Linked DNA regions of Mus musculus: region 1 is linked to region 2. The links are chromatin contacts, called in public Hi-C maps. All regions are on one chromosome and are shown on one strand. The core of a region is the stretch at or near the end of the contact, and the rest is flanking DNA. Distances in the headings are between cores, read along the strand shown.

The links. A called contact is a pair of places that touch in the nucleus more often than the background predicts.
Region 1: a Hi-C map of the N1E-115 cell line shows a contact between it and region 2, with 2.4 times the contacts expected there. The contact joins two enhancer-like sites.

The regions. Positions count from the first base shown.
Region 1 is chr6:28,918,256-28,922,703 of GRCm38.p6, forward strand. It overlaps a transcript of Snd1 not described here. Among named protein-coding and RNA genes, the nearest start is that of Gm40357, 44 kb to the right of the region's middle. Within about 2 kb of position 1,331, at least 6 of the 459 cell types and tissues checked have an H3K27ac peak or open chromatin away from gene starts, as enhancers often do. A contact at or near this core is called in the N1E-115 cell line, where this site is marked.
Region 2 is chr6:28,574,493-28,578,829 of GRCm38.p6, forward strand. All of the region lies in intron 10 of Snd1 (staphylococcal nuclease and tudor domain containing 1), which reads left to right. Among named protein-coding and RNA genes, the nearest start is that of Snd1, 96 kb to the left of the region's middle. Within about 2 kb of position 2,244, at least 17 of the 459 cell types and tissues checked have an H3K27ac peak or open chromatin away from gene starts, as enhancers often do. A contact at or near this core is called in the N1E-115 cell line, where this site is marked.

The DNA of each region.
Region 1 (4,448 bases), core at 81-2,580, 340 kb after region 2:
TTGGTTGGATTGTTTGGGATGGGAAGCCGCACTCTAAGCCTGGGCCGCACTGTCTGGTGGCAGCCCTCCTTGAAGGAGATGGAGGAAGGAAGATTTTTGCTTGTCCTCACTCTCACTGGTAAGTTTATCCATCCTGTTGTGAAGGCAGTCCTTCTCTGATATTAGGACCTATTTCTAATAAATATCATATATGATTGGTCTTATTTAACAATTCCATGTGTATATTATAGACTCTGAGCATATCCCCCACTGTTCTCTTACCCATTCAACATCCCACCCCTCTTCCCAGAGAAGCCCACTTCCTCCTACTTTCATGTCTGTTTTTCTCTTTTATTCCACTGCATTTAATTAGTGTATAATGTTTTCATATATATAACATATATACACATGTATATACACACATATATATATACATACATGTATATATACTATATTTACACATATATATGTGTATATAATATGTTGTGCATATATATGTATATAATATATACACACATGTATATATTACACTTATATGTATATATAATATATATGTACACACACACATATATATTCATTCTATCAGTTCTGTCCCTTCAAAGAACCCAGACTAATACACAGAGTAATATTCTCACTGTCATATTATTTTAATCTGTTCAATAAATGTATGTATATACTTTATCATGTTTCACTACCATTTGCTTCTATGTTTCATATTAGAATTTAATATCTATTACTTATTTGTGAGAGAGTTTTTAATTGTGCCTTTGGACTTTTGATTCTTCTGCCCAAACCCCCGAAGTGCTAGGGTTATAGAGGAATGCCACCACACCCCATTACAGAATTTACTATTCTTAAAGCAGCTCACACACTTTACATAGCACACTTCTCAAGGTGTTTAGTCTTGAACTATGTCTTCCAGTCTCTGCTCTTCTGTATGCCTAGGCCTGTTCTAATGGCTGTGACAAATACCCTTACTCCAGTCTCGGTCAGTGACCTCTCTTCTATTCTCTGGCTCTTCCTCTGAAACCTGGAAGGGGCTTCTTCCAGCTGCATTGGACATGGCTGTCCTTGGTGCTAACAACCCCTCGCCTGCTCCGAGCAGATTGGCTTCCTGACCAGTACAGCCGGCCTCCACAGGGCAGAGACTCACTCGCTGCCGCCCAGAGACTATTCCAAGCAGAGCAAACCAGAGCTCAGCACAGATCTCTCCATTCCCACCTGAGTCTGCTCATTGCCTACAGGGCCAGTCATGCCTTTTGAGGAAGCCCCAGGAGGTTGTGTCTGACTCTGGCTGTCTGGCAATGCTCATCTGGAGACTTCCTGATGCAATTAAGTCTCTGTGTAAGATCAGCAACCTCTCACCCACTTCTCAGCTAGATCTTTTCTTCCAACGAAGTGAGAACACTGGGCTTGCTCTCCTCTCCGGCCACATGCTTACTTCTGCTCCTATCTCCTACAAGCAAATGCTTCTATTTAACTCAGCCATGCAACCTTTGTTGCATCTCCGCTATGTGCCTGGCATTACTGTCAGCCTAATTGATTCAGCAGTATTGATTCAGACAAAATGCCTGACCTCCCACACCACTTCTACTGGGGGAGGTTTATAATTGAATGTCTCACCCAAAATGTGTATATTGAACTCTAATTCCCAGTGTGAAGGTATTTGGAATACATCTCTGGGGGTTATAAGGGTGTGGCCCTCATACAGAAGCTTAGTGCCGTTCTGAGAAGAGCTCAGAGATTTAACTAGCTCTTCCATCATGGGTTGGAGAATAATCTGCAAACAGAAGCCGGTCATCACCAGACCTGCTTATGGTCAGACCCTGACCCCAGACCAGAAGCCTCAGAGCTGTATGGTACAAGTGTTTGCTTACTGGCTGGGCAGCAATCACTAAGACAGAAAAGCACACAAGATGCCACATAATCTACAATGTGTAGATTGAGGGTCGCTAAGGCACAAATTCTAAATCTGAAATGCTCGAGAATTCACTGCCTTTGAGCATCAATAGGATGCCTCTAGTCTGATGCTTTGACATGCACAAGCTTTCTTACGCCTGCTGTGTGTTACAGCATACACCAAACACAAATGAGGTTTGTGTTTAGACTTGAGCTCCACACCGGTAGTATCTCATTAGGTGCTCAAAGACATTCCTAAATGTGAAACTCCCTGAAATCCCAAACCTTGTTTGCATTTGGATAAACAGCTTTCGCATGCCATGACAAGGGATGGTTACTATGCCAGGAGAAAGAATGGAGTCTAGAGGTTAGCACTTTGAGCCGCAAATTTAAAGAGGGTAGACAGGGAAGGTCTCACTTAGAAGGTAAATATACTTGTCAGGTTTCTGCAGAGGAACAGAACTAATAGAATGAAAATAGATAGATGATAGATAGATAGATAGATAGATAGATAGATAGATAGATAGATAGATAGATAGATATACACACACATGGAATTTGTTAGGTTGGCTTACATGATACCATCTAGTAGTCCAAAACCAGATGTTTTCATACTGGAAAGAATAGCCTGCTCATTCATTCAACGGACTGAATGCAGTCGGACACTGGAGTCCAGGAGGATTCCTGCAGAACCACTGGTCTTCAGTCCATGTCAGGAGACTGAAGAGCTGGAGTCTGATGTTAGAGAAGGAGGGCGACGATGGCAGAAGTAAAGTAGATGCACTCACAAGCAAGAGGCACAGGCAAGTAGGCAAAAGGCTTTTCCTTCTTCCTCTCTGGCTGCCAGCAGAAGGTACCACTCGCTCTGGGGAGGGGGAGGGGGTCCTCCACTCTGTTAGGTGAGCAGCACCACCCCATGGACCAGAGTCCTAGACTGAACATGAAGGAGGCAGTGAGCTGAGCACCTGAGTTCATCTCTCTGTGCTTCCTGGCTATGGAGGCAGGGCGATCAGCTGCCTCACCTTCCTGCTGTCATGCCTCCCCTCCCCCACCTTCATGATAGACTGCAGCCTCAAACTGTGAGCCCCAACAAACCCCTCTGTCTCTGGTTTTTTTTTTTTTTTTTTTTTTTTTTTCCCCAGTTGCTGTGACAAAATACCCTGCTGAAAGCAACTTAGGGGTGGAAGGGTTAGTTTGTGTTCACAATTCCTGATGGCAGCCCATCACAGCAGTCAAGGTGGCAGAACTAGGGGCTGAGTGGGGGAGGGACGGTCACGGGGGTGGGGTGGGGAATTGGTCACCGCACCAATGACCCAGAGCAACAGCAGTAGATTCTTTATCTTAGTGCTTAACTCAATTTTGCCACTGTTTAAATGTTTTCCTTCATTTTTATTGGATGTGTTTGGGTGTTTTGCCTACGTGCATGTCTGTTTGCTATGTGCATGTTGTCTCTGCGCAGGCCAGAGGAGAATGTTAAACATCCTGGGACTGGCGTTACAGACAGTTGTGAGCCACTATCTTGAGTGCTGGGAATCCAACCTAGGGCCCCTAGAATAGTAGTCAGCACTGTTAACTGCCGAGTCATCTCTCCAGCCCTGAGTTTCAACACTTACAAAGTTCAGGGTTCCCTGCCTAAGAAGTGGTGCCTCCACACTGGGTGGTTCTTCTCACCTTAATTAACGTAGCAAAAATAATTCCTTACAGACGAGTCCTCGGGCCAACGCAATCTAGATAGTTGTCTTAGTTAGGGATTTACTGTTGTGAGCAGACACCATGACCAGGGCAAGTCTTATAAAGGATGACTTTTAACTGGGGCTGGCTTACAGGTTCAGAGGTTCAGTCCATTATCATCAAGGCGGGGCAACATGGCAGTGGCCAGGCAGGCTTGGTGCAGGCAGAGCTGAGAGTTCTACATCTTCATCTTCAGGCCGCTAGTAGAATACTGGCTTCCAGGCAGCTAGGGTGAGGTCCACACCCACAGTGACCTACTCCTACAGGGCCACACCTTCTAATCGTGCCACTCTCTGGGCTGAGCATAGACACATTGTAATAGTCCTCCTTGAGACTCCCTTTCCAGGTGACTATACTGTGTCCACAACCAAAACTGTTACACCTTCCTTCCTGTTGTCCCAGCAAGAAAATAAATAATCAATACAGCATGAAAATGTTGTAACGAAATGCATTGCTTCATGTGCTATCTAAACCCTTTTTGGTAAAAAGAGTATTGTCCTGATTGCACTGGGAAACTGCAGTTCAGAACAGGCGGCTCCAGCCCCCATGCTTGAGAACACACAGCTGTCTCTTAACAGAGCTCACACCCATGCTCAACTGGCTTCGTTAGTGGTCGCCATCTGATTAAAATGCCTTTCTCCAGAGCTGATGTTGGAGATTCAGGCAGAAGATCCAGAGAGCCAAGCCCCGGAAGCCTCTCTCACTGGGAAGGATGCCCAGGGCTTCCGACTGTGCCCGGTGACTGCTGGGCCCTCTACCCTACGGCTGCCCAAGTTTCTGGGCATGTTTTCCGCGTTGCTTCTCCTTGTTCTTGAGCTCTTAGTAGTCAGAGGCTGTGT
Region 2 (4,337 bases), core at 994-3,493:
CCTAATGTGTTTTTGTAATTAGGAAAAATTCCTTCTTTTTCTCACTGCCATGTAACACAAACCCCAGTTCCTAGTTCCTCCATCAAATCTTGTCTATTCTATGCAGACCTAGGGGAAAGGTGGGACAAGAAAGGCCCTAGGTGCTGCGGGTCTGTGCCTTCTCATTTATGAACAATAATAATCTATGTTTTTTCAGAAAAACCAAGGTACGTGCTTCCCCCTTCCGTAAGGCAGGGTAGGCGAGCCTTGTGGATGTGCTTCTGCTCTTCATTGTCTTCATGAAGGCAGAGGCTGTATCTTGCTTTCCAAAGATTCAAATAATTTTTATACCAATAAACATTTCAACTCTTACTATATCCTGTCTCTTAAATCCAGCTAACAAAGTCTTACAACTATTGATCACTATGAAGTAGTTACTTCTTAATACCTCACAGTTCCAAATCACAATGAGGTAATAATTTTGGTTCTTCAAGAGCCAAATCAGGTCTCCTCCCCAAGTTAGTTTATACCAGAGTGCCTCTGGACACTCGGAAACCGTGTGGTACTTGGTTTACACCTTGCCCAAAGTGGCTTATCAGTTAGAATTGAGTTGGAATTAGAAGTCTATTAGCAGACTAGGAGGCAAAGAAAGATGAAATAGATCACAGTCCATTTATGATATGTCATTTTGCCACCGTATTTCCTGTTAGGACTTTTTGTTGGTCTTATACGTATTATCTTTTAAAAAATATTAATTTAAAAATTACATTTAGAAAGCATGTGTGTGTGTGCACGTGTTGTGGCACATGTGTGGAGGTCTAGGGGCTGAGCTCAGGTAAGGGAGGAGTGAGAGCAGAAGCCTTACCTGCTGAGCCATGTTTCCAGGCCCTGTATTACATTCCTGCATGAGAAGAAGGCTCAAGAGGCCATCAAGAGTAGCATGTTTTCTTTTTTTTTGTTTGTTTTTTTTTCCATTTTTTATTAGGTATTTAGCTCATTTACATTTCCAATGCTATACCAAAAGTCCCCCATACCCACCCACCCCCACTCCCCTACCCACCCACTCCCCCTTTTTGGCCCTGGCGTTCCCCTGTACTGGGGCATATAAAGTTTGCGTGTCCAATGGGCCTCTCTTTCCAGTGATGGCTGACTAGGCCATCTTTTGATACATATGCAGCTAGAGTCAAGAGCTCCGGGAAAAAAAAAAAAAAAAAAAAAAAAAAAAAAAAAAGAATGATACACTTAAAAAAAAAAAAAAAAAAAAGAGTAGCATGTTTTCTTTCTTCAAGTGGGCGGCCACCATACTTCAGAAGTGCTTTTCTTCTGCCTCTCCGGGACGTTTTGCTGCCTTTTTACTGTAACATCAGTGGCATTGCTCGGACCAAATTTCTTATATATTTTATTCAGTCTTTTTATGGAAAATTGTGTTACAGTAACAAACCAGTGGCTGTTCACTTCCATATTCATCACAGGTGTGTTGAGATCCAGGCTGCTAGATTGTTTTACGAGTACCCTAGGAGTGTGGAGAGGGAAGTGTGTCAGTTACGAGCCTGTTGATCCCGATTTTGCTAGATACTCACATAGATCAGAGTAGGGACGTATAGTTTTTCCTGGACCCACGTGGCCAGGCTTGACAGGGTAGGGAAGGTTGCTAACTGGTCGCATGGAAGCACAGACAGTATTGTTGAAACGGTCTCCACGGTTACCAAGCTTATTTTGTCTTGAACATGGAATCCACTTTCCTTCATGAGGAAGGAAAAGTTAGAGTTGTTTTGCCCTGCACAGATTCACTGGTTTGGTGGGCCAGTATTCATAGCGTACAGAAACTAAAGGGATATAGTGTCCAAGCTGTAGGTATAACATTCACTAGCATTCTCATAGTTCTGAAAGTTTCATTTTTTTTTTCAAGCTCGTTGAAATTTGTAAAGGTATGCTTCATTTTGGAGTCACATCGTAGCGGGTGATCTCTGGAACTCAGAGAAACATTTGGCTTCTGGTTTTCCACCTGTCACCAATTTGTATTTTGGGTAAATGATGCCAAGAATTATCTATTGTAACTGACATCTACTTCCTCTGGCTTGAAATAGCTAAGTAGATTCGTGCTAACTTAATTCCCTGTCACTGCTTGCATGGTAGGTAGCACAGAGCCCAAGAAGAGATTCATAGCCCCGTGGAGTAGCAGCTAAATATTTCTACCGCTGTGCAGTTAAGGGTGGAGGCATCTGACTGAAGATGGGCCAAAGGGCAGTTCAGTCAGCAAAAGCTCATTTCTCCTTTGCTCTGTGTCTCTTTGTTTGAAGAATGGCATTTGGTGGTTTGATGTGAGTGCTGATGCCAAAATCCAGTGTGAAATCTGATCATGTCTTTTCCCTCTGACTAACCACGGTGCAGACTTGACCTGTAGAATCTGTCCTGCTCGAGAGGCTTCTCACAATATGGTCCCACTGATGCAGGGCAGGTATAGGGGACTTGGCATGTGGCAGTGAAACTTAAAATCTTCGCAGCTGAAGAACAGCAGGGTGAATGTAGTGTTGCTGTATCTGTGCCCTTCAGAATGTACAGCAGCCGGCTGCAAATGATAGCCTAATTTGACGTGGTAGCTCTATTTGAAAGCGGAAGCTGCTGGTTTCAGAGCGGTTCCCTGTAGGATAATGAATTGTCATGCCTCTGCTGATTATCTAACAAGTTTGTACAACGTGTAACACAGGCTGACAAGACAAACAATTTTATTAATTTAAGCCTGCTGCTAATGGGATTGCAGTACTATATGAATGTAGGAGTATTATCCACAAATACAAGAGTGTGCTACTCCACAAATACTTGTAGTCTGGGCCTGGTAATGGAAACAGTCTATTAATTTTTTTAAGCAATGTTTAGTGTTTCCATTTGTCTTAAATGAAATGAAATTCAGTTGGATTTGAATTGAAAAATACTTACGCATGTCTGGGGATTTATGAAGCTCAAATAAAATGAGCTGTAATATCAGCTTTTGAAGTGGTAGAGTTGATAAATGCCAGTGGGCAGTAGATAAACTTATGGTTTTTACAAACCAATTACAACTAGAGTTTTGTCTTCAATGTGTCTTAGAGTTTGGTCTTTAGTTGAGAGTGTAGTGAGACCTCTGGGGAGATAGATTTTATTTCCAGTATTTGGCCTTTGATCTGCAATATTTTAATTTCAAATTCTTTCATTCTTAAATGTGAACTTGACAATTTGAGGTAGTCGAATCTTGGGTTGTTGACTAGAATTGATTAACTATGCTTGTGAAACCAATTTATCATCCATGAGAAATGAGGCTAGTTTAGGTGAAGAAGAAAGGTATCTCATGAGCTCTGTATAACATAAACCCGAGAAAAGTGCTCTCCAGGAGAAAGACCCCAACATAATCCCCCAGGAGTTGGTATAAACTGTAAGGCTAAATGGATGTTGGGATAATTTCAGCAAAAGAGGTTCTATTTCCATGGCTTCTTCTCTGGGGGATATTGGCCAGGGTATGTAGCAATATAGCCAAGTCTTGCTACTCGTGACACTTAACATGTATTGCTTTGGGATGTAAACTGTGCCAAATTAAAGTGGCAGACAATTAAGAATTTAAGGTTCTTGCAATTTTTTGTTGTTTTGTTGTTCTTTTATCTATTTACCTTTAAAGATTTATTTATGTATATGAGCACTGTCTTCAGATATACCAGAAGAGGGCATCAGATGGTTGTGAGCCACTATGTGGCTTATAGGAATTGAACTCAGGACCTCTGGAAGAGCAGCATTGCTTTTAAGTGCTGAGGCATCTCTCCAGTCTGTCTGTCCTTTTCTTAAAGTAAATCTTTGGCAGACAGCACAGGAGGCAGTGGTGTCACCATCATGGATCACTTATCTGGGACTGTAATGTGCACTGTTCCCCCGTCACTGATGGCATTGCTGCCTGTTAACCAGCCTTCCTATCTCCCTGACTGTCCTTAAAATGTCTGCGTTGTCACTGGTTTAGGCTCCTCAGATACGCTGTGTATGTTTTCAGAGTGTGGGGGGCACAGAAGGAGGGGAATGTGCCGAGTAATTGGGGCTAATTTAAGAATTCAAAACGTGGAAAGTAAATTGAAGGTGTGCTTCCACCTTTATTCATCTGATGTAGAAGCTAAACACAGCACCCTGACCCCCACACCCCTTGCCTCTGCTTCTTGCTGTACCTTCTGCACAGCCTGAGGGCCTTTTTCTCCTCCAGCCTCTGCACCAACCAGCTCCCATGGAATTCTCAGTGCTTGCCTTCTGCTGGACTCCGTGACACCATTGAATGAGAGCTCCCTCCAATTGTATACCTGCTCCCAAACAAATTAGATGTACAGTTTCTTTATGTCAAGAGGCAG